Regions from separate parts of the Mus musculus genome. Here all the other regions are linked to region 1. A link is a contact called in public Hi-C and HiChIP or PLAC-seq data. All regions are on one chromosome and are shown on one strand. Each heading gives the region's core, a stretch centred on a gene start, on an enhancer-like site or on the middle of the called end of the contact. The rest is flanking DNA. Distances are from core to core; before and after follow the strand shown. Region 1 has its middle 4.0 kb from the start of Gm35967. Region 2 has its middle 25 kb from the start of Gm35909. Region 3 has its middle 36 kb from the start of Spry2.

The links. A called contact is a pair of places that touch in the nucleus more often than the background predicts. HiChIP or PLAC-seq counts read pairs in DNA pulled down with a chosen protein or histone mark.
Region 2: a Hi-C map of nephron progenitors shows a contact between it and region 1, with 2.6 times the contacts expected there. The contact joins two enhancer-like sites. A contact is called at or near these places in 4 of 484 Hi-C or Micro-C datasets (cortical glia, nephron progenitors and uterus) and 2 of 115 datasets of contacts at active chromatin or transcription factors (bone marrow-derived macrophages and cardiomyocytes).
Region 3: a contact with region 1 is called in an H3K27ac HiChIP or PLAC-seq map of embryonic stem cells, with 9 read pairs. The contact joins two enhancer-like sites. A contact is called at or near these places in 1 of 39 promoter capture datasets (the 3T3-L1 cell line), 5 of 484 Hi-C or Micro-C datasets (3T3-L1-derived adipocytes, the HPC-7 cell line, cranial neural crest and 2 more) and 3 of 115 datasets of contacts at active chromatin or transcription factors (craniofacial prominence, embryonic stem cells and trophoblast stem cells).

The regions. Positions count from the first base shown.
Region 1 is chr14:105,730,747-105,734,003 of GRCm38.p6, reverse strand. No RefSeq gene overlaps it. Among named protein-coding and RNA genes, the nearest start is that of Gm35967, 4.0 kb to the right of the region's middle. Within about 2 kb of position 1,448, at least 335 of the 459 cell types and tissues checked have an H3K27ac peak or open chromatin away from gene starts, as enhancers often do. A contact at or near this core is called in embryonic stem cells, nephron progenitors and trophoblast stem cells, where this site is marked.
Region 2 is chr14:105,541,068-105,544,324 of GRCm38.p6, reverse strand. No RefSeq gene overlaps it. Among named protein-coding and RNA genes, the nearest start is that of Gm35909, 25 kb to the right of the region's middle. Within about 2 kb of position 1,489, at least 31 of the 459 cell types and tissues checked have an H3K27ac peak or open chromatin away from gene starts, as enhancers often do. A contact at or near this core is called in nephron progenitors, where this site is marked.
Region 3 is chr14:105,859,369-105,862,625 of GRCm38.p6, reverse strand. No RefSeq gene overlaps it. Among named protein-coding and RNA genes, the nearest start is that of Spry2, 36 kb to the left of the region's middle. Within about 2 kb of position 1,530, at least 34 of the 459 cell types and tissues checked have an H3K27ac peak or open chromatin away from gene starts, as enhancers often do. A contact at or near this core is called in embryonic stem cells and trophoblast stem cells, where this site is marked.

The DNA of each region.
Region 1 (3,257 bases), core at 199-2,698:
GGTCTTGGGGAAAGGCTACCTGCAGAGATCTAAAAGAAACCAGAGGTGGAACCCTGAGCCATGCCCCTTCACATGATGGAAAAGGTCTCTCCAGGCTGTGTTCCCAGTACAGGTCCCTCTTTATGTGCCCTCCCACAGGCCTTAGCTGGCCCAAATTCTCCTCTTTTATGAGCATGGAAGGAGCTTGCATGGGTGTTCTGTTGTGACCTTGAAACAAGTTGAGAGTAAAACGTCTTTGCTTTGCTCCACTTTGCTTTGTTTTTCTTTTTCTCCTGCCTGATCGTCAGGGAGCTCTCTGGGTTAGAAGTGTATAAACTTGGTTACATTTTCAGCTACAAACGGCTGGCTGTTTTAGGAGGTACTGACAGCTGGGCTGCAAGGCTGGAGGACTGTGGAAATTCTGATGGGGAAGGTGAAGGCCTGGCAAATGGAAAGCATTTTGGTGGGTCTAATGATTTTGGGAAAAATCTCTGCAAGGCTGGAACATTTTGCCACACGTAAGTGGCTATTTCCTTAGCCTCTTCTGCATTCACTGAGAACTCCGTGTAGCTGACCAGAGACTGAAAGAGCTGCAAAAACAGTCCCAGTGTGGGTTTGTCAAGAGAGATATTCCATTTAGGTTTTCCAAATGTGTTGCATGTAACAAAAGCCTGTATTTCTTTTCATTCCAAAAGAGATCTGCCTCATTCTGGTTCATTTAATTCTTGGAAACATAGTTTTATATGTCCAGAGAGCCCTTTGAGCCTTTGAGAGAGCAAGCAAAGGCTTCCACCCCCCACCCCGCCCCCCTTCTCTGGAAGCAGGAAATAAGTCCTGCCAAATGCAAATGAGCTCAGACTCTAACAGGCAAAGCGTCAAAGCACCGAATGCTACGACATTTTAAGCATTTTGAGAACGCACACGCTTTACACAGCTGACGTTTTGGGGGTCTGGAGAACTACAGGAAGTCACACCGACCTATCTAAAGTTGTCATTTCAGGAATACTAATGTGTCTAGAACGGCCTTAGATTTATGTTAGGAAGTCAGAAGCCCTGCCCTTCCTTTTTTTTAAATGGTGGTTTCAGAATCCTAGGGGACTTTTATCAAAGTCTTCTGCCTCTGGAGTTGTCCGTGTGGTTTTGGAACTACACAGTCTCCCTCTTTGAGTCACAAATCCTAATTGGTCTGACATAATGCTGACCAACTGAAAGATGGCGTGGGCTGTCCTTCCAAGGGTTAACAGAGCTGGTTCCAAAGGAGTGAGGCAACCACAGAAACAGGATAATAAATGTGACACTCTCAGACTATCACCAGCAAATATTTGAGCTTATCAAATAACGGAGGAAGTAGTTTAGTTACAAATAAACCAATCTCTCATAAAACAAGTTTTCACACAGGGTCATTTCATTGAGCTGGAGACAGCTAGAGGCCACTCTAGGCAGAACTCCCACTCTGTGTACACTTCGTAACAGCCTCTCATGATTAATGGACAGCAAGGGGGGGAGGCTGGGCCCCAGAGCTCGCTGGAGCTGGGCTTCCTATCAGCCAAACAGCCATAAACAGCAGGTCAGGATTACTGCATGGGAAGTGCCTGTCCGCTGGGAATGTAGCTGGGTTTGTGTTCACTTCCCCTGCCTGCCTTCTCTCTCACAGCGCGCTCTCTCTTTTTCTCCCTGTATAGCAGAGAGCACCGTGTCCTAGAAACTGTAGTAGATGTCACTGCTTGGCACTTTCTGTGCAAAGAGGACAAGTATGTGGGCTCAGGGGGGTGGCGGAACGCTACTCTTAAAGCCACAGCGACTGCGTTGGCTAGGGGCTGGAGGAGGCTGTTTTTCTGGAGCCTTTGAAATCAGCATTGGCTAAAGCATCTCATTTGGATTCCAGAAAAAAAAGCACAGGCACTGTTTGGGGGTAAGGGAGGGGGGGGGCAGGGAGCCTCTTGTTTCAAAGAGAAATTCTCATCGCGTTTAAGAAGAAATATCAAAAAATATCCTGGCATAATTACAGCAATTCAGCAAGTAAAAAATGAAGCCTGCGAAGCTGCTAGAGTTTTGGATTGTGAATGTTCATTTCTGGTGAAATAGAAATATGTCCATTTCTGAATTTTAATTTGTAGAAAATTTGTTTCATTCCCCTAAAGGATAATAAAAAAATGTGAATTAGATGACACATATGCATAGAAGTATAAAAATAGAAACATTCAGACACAGCACTGCCATTCAGAGAAGGCATTTAATATGTTTTCTACCCATCTTTCCAAAATCTGTTAAAAATAGAATGTTGAGACCTTCACCATATGGGGAATTTTGTACTATTTTTCGATCAGATTCTAGCATAGTCATGGCCCTACAGTGTTAGCCAATGTTTTTGCATATATAGTTTTGGAGTTGAAAAATACTAATTTTTACAGCTTAGATCTCCATAGGGAAGCGTTTGAGAGCCCTTGCCGGTGGGTTCCTGCTACAGAGCAGCGTGTGCTTGCTTTGCTTTTCAGGTGTGTCATTTACCCCAAGTCTATGTGATGAGTTTTGAATAAAACTTGGAGAGGAGAAGGCAGATCTATTATCCTCATAGCTGTCTCATTAGATTTTATATTTAAAACAAACTCTCTGGTGATTGCATTTTCCATGGAGCTGGGAGAGATTCAGAGCTCAAAGTCTCTTGGCTTTATGAAGTACTTAGCTCTGCTAATGCTCTTTCCAAATGCACAAGCCCTGCCTGATACAGTCTCGTTCCTTTAAGGAATGATAATTGCATTGGCCGGCTCCCCTACTTGCCACCTGTGATACCAGCACTTAGATGCACTTTGTTTATATTGGGCATCTTCAACTACTTTTCATAACCATTATCTCTTCTGAGCCCTGGACCTGGATCTATGTTTAGTCATTGTGCCCTTGAGTCAGGATTCACTACAGCCAGTAATTTCTCTGTACCTTACCAACGGTGTTTCTGCTGTCCTCTTACCTAACCCAGACAAAACTTATGTTGGGAATGTGCAAAGAAACAAGAAACATAACGCTCTTATACCTTCTGGAATACTGTGTGATAGTGCCCACTAAGGGTTAAAGCATAGCTGTAGCTGGTGTGTGTGGGTGGAGCTAAGCGGCCTGTGGCTGAAGCCTGGGGCAAGCAGCCTATTTCCAAACAGAGTTCTTTCAGCACTGACTCGCCCTGTCTGGCTGTGTACCTGTAGACTAAAGCCCCCTTTCTATTAGTTTCTTCCCCACTCAGGTTGCTCAACATGTTAACTGTACTTAACAATAAATTGTATTAAAAA
Region 2 (3,257 bases), core at 240-2,739, 190 kb after region 1:
TGCTGGGAACCAAACCCGGGTGCTCTTAACCACTGAGCCACCTCTCTAGCCCCCTGTCTGGATGCCTGACCTAAGACGTACAAGCTAAGTCAGGGGCTTCTTGATGACACCTCCCTCTTTCTGCTCCTGTAGAGGACTAGGAAAACAGATCACAGCCACTATTTCATTATCAAATTTCTCTGTTTTCATGAATTCATATTATTTGTCTCTCTTTCCTATTATGCTCTGTACTGGACAAAATTAAAGCACTATAAAATGAAGACATTTATCTCCAACCCAGCATTAGCCATCCTCTCCCCTAGATCTGCTGGAAGGAGGACTGCGGACTTTCACAGATTTTAAGCACATTGTCGCTGTGGCTAAGTATTTTCTCATCTAAAAAGCTTAACATTGAGAAATTTGGCCAAAGGTCTTGTAAATTCACACTGGTAGGTAACTCAGTACTCTCAGCAGACTTTTCTAATAAGTAGTAGGTAATTTTCTTCGAATACTTGAGCACCACGTGTGCTGGTCATATCAGAATACCCGAGTCTATAAATGAAGCACACTTTCTGGGATAAATCATAGTCGACATGCAGCTAACCACATCTGCCAGGGAACGGAGAGCCCACATACTTTTTGACTGGTACTAGCTGAGAGCGAGAAAATACAACGTAAGAATAACGTGAAGCGTGTGCAGCGTCATTAAATACAGTCTTCTCATTTTCCTCTCTACTTCTATATTGAATTCAGAGGTTGTCTGATATTGACCCGGGTGGTTAATTAAAAAAGCGTTTACTTCATTTGTAAGTTCGCAATTCTAACCCTGGTTCTAAAAATTATTAAGAGCTATATTCAGAATTATGCTCTTAAAGTTTTAATTTGCGAAAATGGTGAAAATTATTTTATCATAATCATTTTCCTATCATCACTTGAATGAACACTGATCCACGAAGCTATTCAGCTCCCACGGGCTGCACCTGGCAAGGGGAAGGGAATGCGAATACGTTCATATGCTCAGAATTATTTTATTAGGCTATTTGCCCAGGTTTTAGAAATACTGTGCCCCACATATTTAAATCATTCCCTTTTCTCTCTCGAGAGGATAAAACCTGGATTGAAATAGCTTCCTTCTTTTTTTTTTTTTTTTCAATCAGCTACAAAAGAGAAAGAAATGAATTAAGCACTCGGATTAAATTAATGCTGAATGTAGCGGCTCATAAACACTTCTCAAATTTAGAAGTGCTCGTCAGGGAAAGAGCCGAGGAGAGGGCTCAAAGGAGAATCAGCTGAAGATACACAATAGGACAACTGGACCGTGAGTTAATTGCCTAAGGGTCACCTAGGAACCTTGATTAAAAACATTAACATCTTGATGTAACAAATCTACAGGACTTCTTCATGCCCCTTCCCTCAAGCTCTCAGAGGCTTCTGGGGGCCTTCTGGTTGCCTCGGTCACGGAAGGTTTGCTTCCTTTAATCAAATCCCCCTCCTCCCGACTCTCTAGCCTCCCGCTCTGAGAACGGAGCCTTTGCTCAGCAGACCAGTTCCGACTTCTGTCGGTCTTTTTTCTATCGCCTCCAGAAGCCGAGGCCATGGTTGGATGGCAGCTGATTCCAGTGTCACACTAGGATTTCCAGGAGAGCTACCTGCAATGTGGGCAAGAAGACAAAGACCCCTGACTGAGAAAACTGCCAAGGAACCTGGTTAGGAAACTGCTGCTACAGATTACAAATATCTGATTAGTACTGGTCTCCCGTCCTCAAGTGTTGAGTTCTTAGTTCTCACGTCAGAGTAAGAGAAAGGCAGGCTAGTGTGACAGGGTTGGCTTTCTGTGGCTTCCCTTTGGGGCCCAGCCTCTCTTGAGAATTTCAGCTCTCTCTTTCTAGGACACTTCTCTGTGTGTTATTGTTATTTCCCACCCACCCCCCACCCCCCCGGCCGTCCCTGCTAAATCGAACAATTCTTAAAAACTAAAACGAAGTCTGGTTCTCTTCTGACCCATAGGGGAGCAGAGCTTTCTGTGGTCATCCTCTGTCCCATGTTCCTCCCCTCTTTCCCTCTGACTCCACACTCAGTCCCTGCTGGGGCCGAGGACCTTTCAAACACTCCGACCTTTTGTTACTTTGTGGGTTTTCCCGATTTTCCATTTTTCTCTCTCTCTCCCTCTTTCTGTTATATTTTCCCTCCCTCCTGACTCCCTCTTCTTTTCTCTCTTTGTCCCCTTTCCTGTCCCACGTCCTTCCCTGCTTTTAGTACACACCCCTAGAAACACAGCCAAATACCACTGAAAATAACCTATCGTTTTAAAGCATAAACCTACAATCGCTTTAGCAGGAGGTTAACTAAGTGAGCCAAGTGCCCATCACTTATCAGGGGGTTGCTTATTTTCCTTCTCACTAAAGGTCGGGTAGCATTCTAAATAACCAGCTTCCAAAATTCATATCTCAGTATCACCCTGCAAGGGTTCTCCTTCCCAGTAACTGCAAACTTCTGATACCATATCCCCAAGGCCCCTGATGACTGTGCTACACACTACCTCTACCATGAATACTTACTGACAGTTCTACATACACCATCATACACTCACTCTCTTGAATGCCCTACCCCGAGCTTTCTGGGGAACCTTTTCCTCCAAGAAAGTTTTTCCAAGGCCCTTAAGCTAAAAGATGTCTCAATAGCCTTTTGGCACCCCAGTTGATGAGCACACTGTACAAATCTTCCCAGAATCCTGGCTTCCCTTTTGTTTCTTCCGTGGGTATATTTGGTAAGTGTGTATGACAACTGTCTTAATTAAACCTGTCTTTCCTTGTCCCTTGGTCCATGGATCAAGACAAGCTGATAAGAAAGTCTAAATGTCTCTTCTTTTGACCAGATTCAAAGAACTCTCAGGTCCATCTCTTAGCCTGGAAGCACAGTGTAGACTCTTGGTGCTTCCCATGCTCAATTAGCACATTTCAAACTTCCGGGGAAGCCCCCTCCTTCTACCTCAAAGGTCTAGATTTAGCAAGTTATGTGTCTCTTCACACCCTGTCATGGTACATGTGAAGTCAGTAGTCTCAACATTGAAACCAAGCTCGGGACAGAGGGCCCATCTCCCATCGAACGTCACTGTAACAATAATTGTGAGGGCCAGTCTTCTCCCTTAAGTTTCCCTTAAATTATGAATCCTTTGAGGATAAGTATCTGACTCGGTGGTGAGTGTTCGTAAAAATGCTTGCTTGTTGAGTAAAATATGTGTCTTAAGCTGAGTGTCTGCCTTCATGAAGTAAAATATA
Region 3 (3,257 bases), core at 281-2,780, 130 kb before region 1:
CCAGAGGGTCAGCAAGAGCATTCCCAGACTTTAGCAGTATCCTGAAGAAAAAGAGATAGAGACGAAGGAAAGGGAAGTTATGTTTCTCGCCCCTCCGTGCTACAAGACGGAAGTTCTGCAATGCTGCACAGGGGACAGAAGGCCTTTAGGGGAGGACAGGCATGCTGTCTCACCAACTCAGAAATTATCCCTTCCACCTTCCGGTGAGTCAGCTCTCTTGGTGGCTTGGAGACCTGACCAGGTGACTGACACACCCAGATGCACTATCTCTCTTAAGGGAGGAGACAATGGCATGCAGTATTTCTATCTTTGGAGCAGATCGGAATGCTTTGTCTCCACTCTGGGCGAGCGGTAGCTTATTCTTTCAGACTGGACTAGCGGTTTAGAGGGAGGCCAAGCGGATTTTACTTGGTTGGGATTTCCCGGGAAGCCGGAGGTGTGTTCCAAAGCTGACAGTGAGGTGGAGGTCAGGCCCAAGGCTATTCCGACGTTCTGATCTCAAGAATGGAGACGCGAAAATCATTTAAGAAGCAGAATAGAAACAGTCCTGGCATTTCCCCTTCAGCCAGGATAGGACAAAGTGCATTTTTGGTTTCTGGTTAAGGATACCAATGCAGGAGCCCACCGTAAACCGCCTGTATGCGTTTATCTCCTGTAGTCCCCACTCGGATCTTTAGGTCACTTTGTACTCTGTGTTGTGCTATCAAGTTCCTTATTGACTTACAATAGAGCATCTTCTTCCTTTGAGCTTCTTTTAATCACTGGGGCATCGTTGTTAAATGTTCATATTTTAGTCTCTGAAAGTGTATTACTTCCTACCATATCTGCCTACAGTATTACTTCCTGGGAATCAAAACTGCATATCTAAACCTTCAACAATCTACGACATTTGTTTGGCCATTGATGCCAATACTAGTAAAAAAGACATGGTGAGGAGCTGGTCAGATGGCTCAGTGGTTAAGAGTGCCGACTGCTCTTCCGAAGGTCCTGAGTTCAAATCCCAGCAACCACATGGTGGCTCACAACCATTCGTAACAAAATCTGATGCCCTTTTCTGGAGTTTCTGCAGACAGCTACAGTGTACTTACATATAATAAATAAATCTTAAAAAAAAAGATATGGTGAGTCTATTGTTGGATAGTATTAAAGTAAATCTAAACAAAAAATAAGATTGACATTTTCAGGCAAATTGCCCAAGCCAGAATTCAGGTAAATAGAATCATTGGAATCCCAAGTTGGCACCTGGGTTAAATCATAACTAAAAGAAGAAAATGCACTAGAAGGTAATGTGAACTTCATTATTTAGGAACAAGTTCTGATAAAAGATTCAGTGTCACAGAGATAGAGATAGTACCTGGAGGATAAAGAGTTAAGGAAGTGGTTTTAAATGACAAAAGCGGGACACTCTCTCCCACTACTGAACTTTGCTTTGAGCACACTGGACTTGGGCTTTCTCCGCCACTCGCTCCAGATCCACACCCCTGGGAGGAGCTTAACTGATTATCTCACACCTGTGTGTCTTGTTGATAAGCTTCCTGCTCCCTAGGGGAGCGGGGAAAGGAAACACCCCAGGGTGGGAATCTAGAGAAAGGGTCACACGGGGCGGGGTTGCTGAATTTTAACTTTGAATGACCTCTGTAAAGCATCTGAAAAGACTTTCTGATAATGAGAAATAGGGAAATCTGTGAAAACCTGTGATTTGTGACTGGGTGCTTGCCTAGCTGGAGTGAGGTATTGAGTTCCATCCACCACACATACATACATACACACACACACACACACACACACACACACACACACACACACACTCACACTCACACTCACACACACAGTGGATGCTTGAGGGTGAACCTTTTAAGTCGTCAGTGATACAAATTTTTAATGTTTAGGGCTGGAGAAGGAAAGAGGAGAAAACCGGAATATTTTATCACAGTAGAGTACTCTGTTCTCCATCATTAATAGAATTTGTGAACCAAAAATGTTCACAGAAAAATTATTTTAATTGCAATACTCTTATTAGGAAATCTTTGTGGGTTTACAGGTAGTGGTGCTCTCTTTATTTGGCTCCACCCTCCGCTTTGTTCTGTTTCTGAGGGCACACAACTCAATCCAACAAAATGAATGGACCGCTTCTGATCTTCCCTTTGTAAGGCGAAATACAGTGTGTTCTCATATTCATTAAGTAAAGAGCAGCGCATAGAAGACAGGTCCCTATGAGTAATGCACACCATTATTAATGGTGGTTGTAGTCTAGCTTTTGTTTTAAGAGAATGCCAAAGACCTGCTGGCAGAAGCATAGCTGTGATCTTCTCTCAGGAGAGTTATACATTTCCCAGAGAGCCAGAGGAAATTTTAATGTTTTTCTCCAAGCTTTACCCAAATTCAACCTTCTAATATTCTACAATTCTATAATTCTACAGAAACGGATTAAGATGCAAACTCCTTTGAGTTCCAAAGGAGAGGGAGGGAGAAACTGGGGAAGCTGTCTTTCAGAATGTTACCCATCAGCTAGCAGTCCGGAAATGAAAGGTTAGACTAGAAATCTGAGGTCATTGTTCAAAGTCTGTATCCATTCCCTTGGCACTGATGGCTCAGATAAACTCTGCTGGGGTTCTTTTGTTTCTAATACTAGGCTAATTATAAGGCATGTAGTAACAAGTTTTTTAAATGCCTTAAGCAATTTTAGTTTTTTTTTTTTAAAGAGGAGGATTATTCTGTTATTATTAGCACAAAAATTGTTTAATTTACTCCCGAATTCTTCTCAACATTACTGAATAAAAAAATAAATAAATAAAAAGGAAAGGAACTTGACCAGTCCGGGCTTCAGCCCCAAGTGAATGGGAAAAACAAAACAAAACAAAAGAAAACAAAAAAGGCAAGGAAACCTGAGTACTCCTAGGTGTGGTGGAGGAGAAACTTCATTAGAGACTTGTGAGAGAGCATAGACAGAGGCAGGGACCCCTGGGAAAGTCCAGAGTGTACATGACCTTGAGCTGGGCCACGTGAAAGAGGGGATGGAGGAGGGAGGAGAGGAGGGGACCAGAAGGCCCACAGAAACAAAGACTTTAGGTAACCAAAATGGTTGAATTGCACTGGGAAGAGCAGCCCAGCCCCCTCTGCGGTAGCATTTACGGGAAGGGTGGGTGGGGTATGCCAGTCAGGAGGGCTGTGTGTCAGGAAGGGACTGAGGGATTAGAAGGGGGGGGGGGAATCAGTAGGCAGGTCCACTTTGATTTGTTAAATAGGCAGGTCCGCCT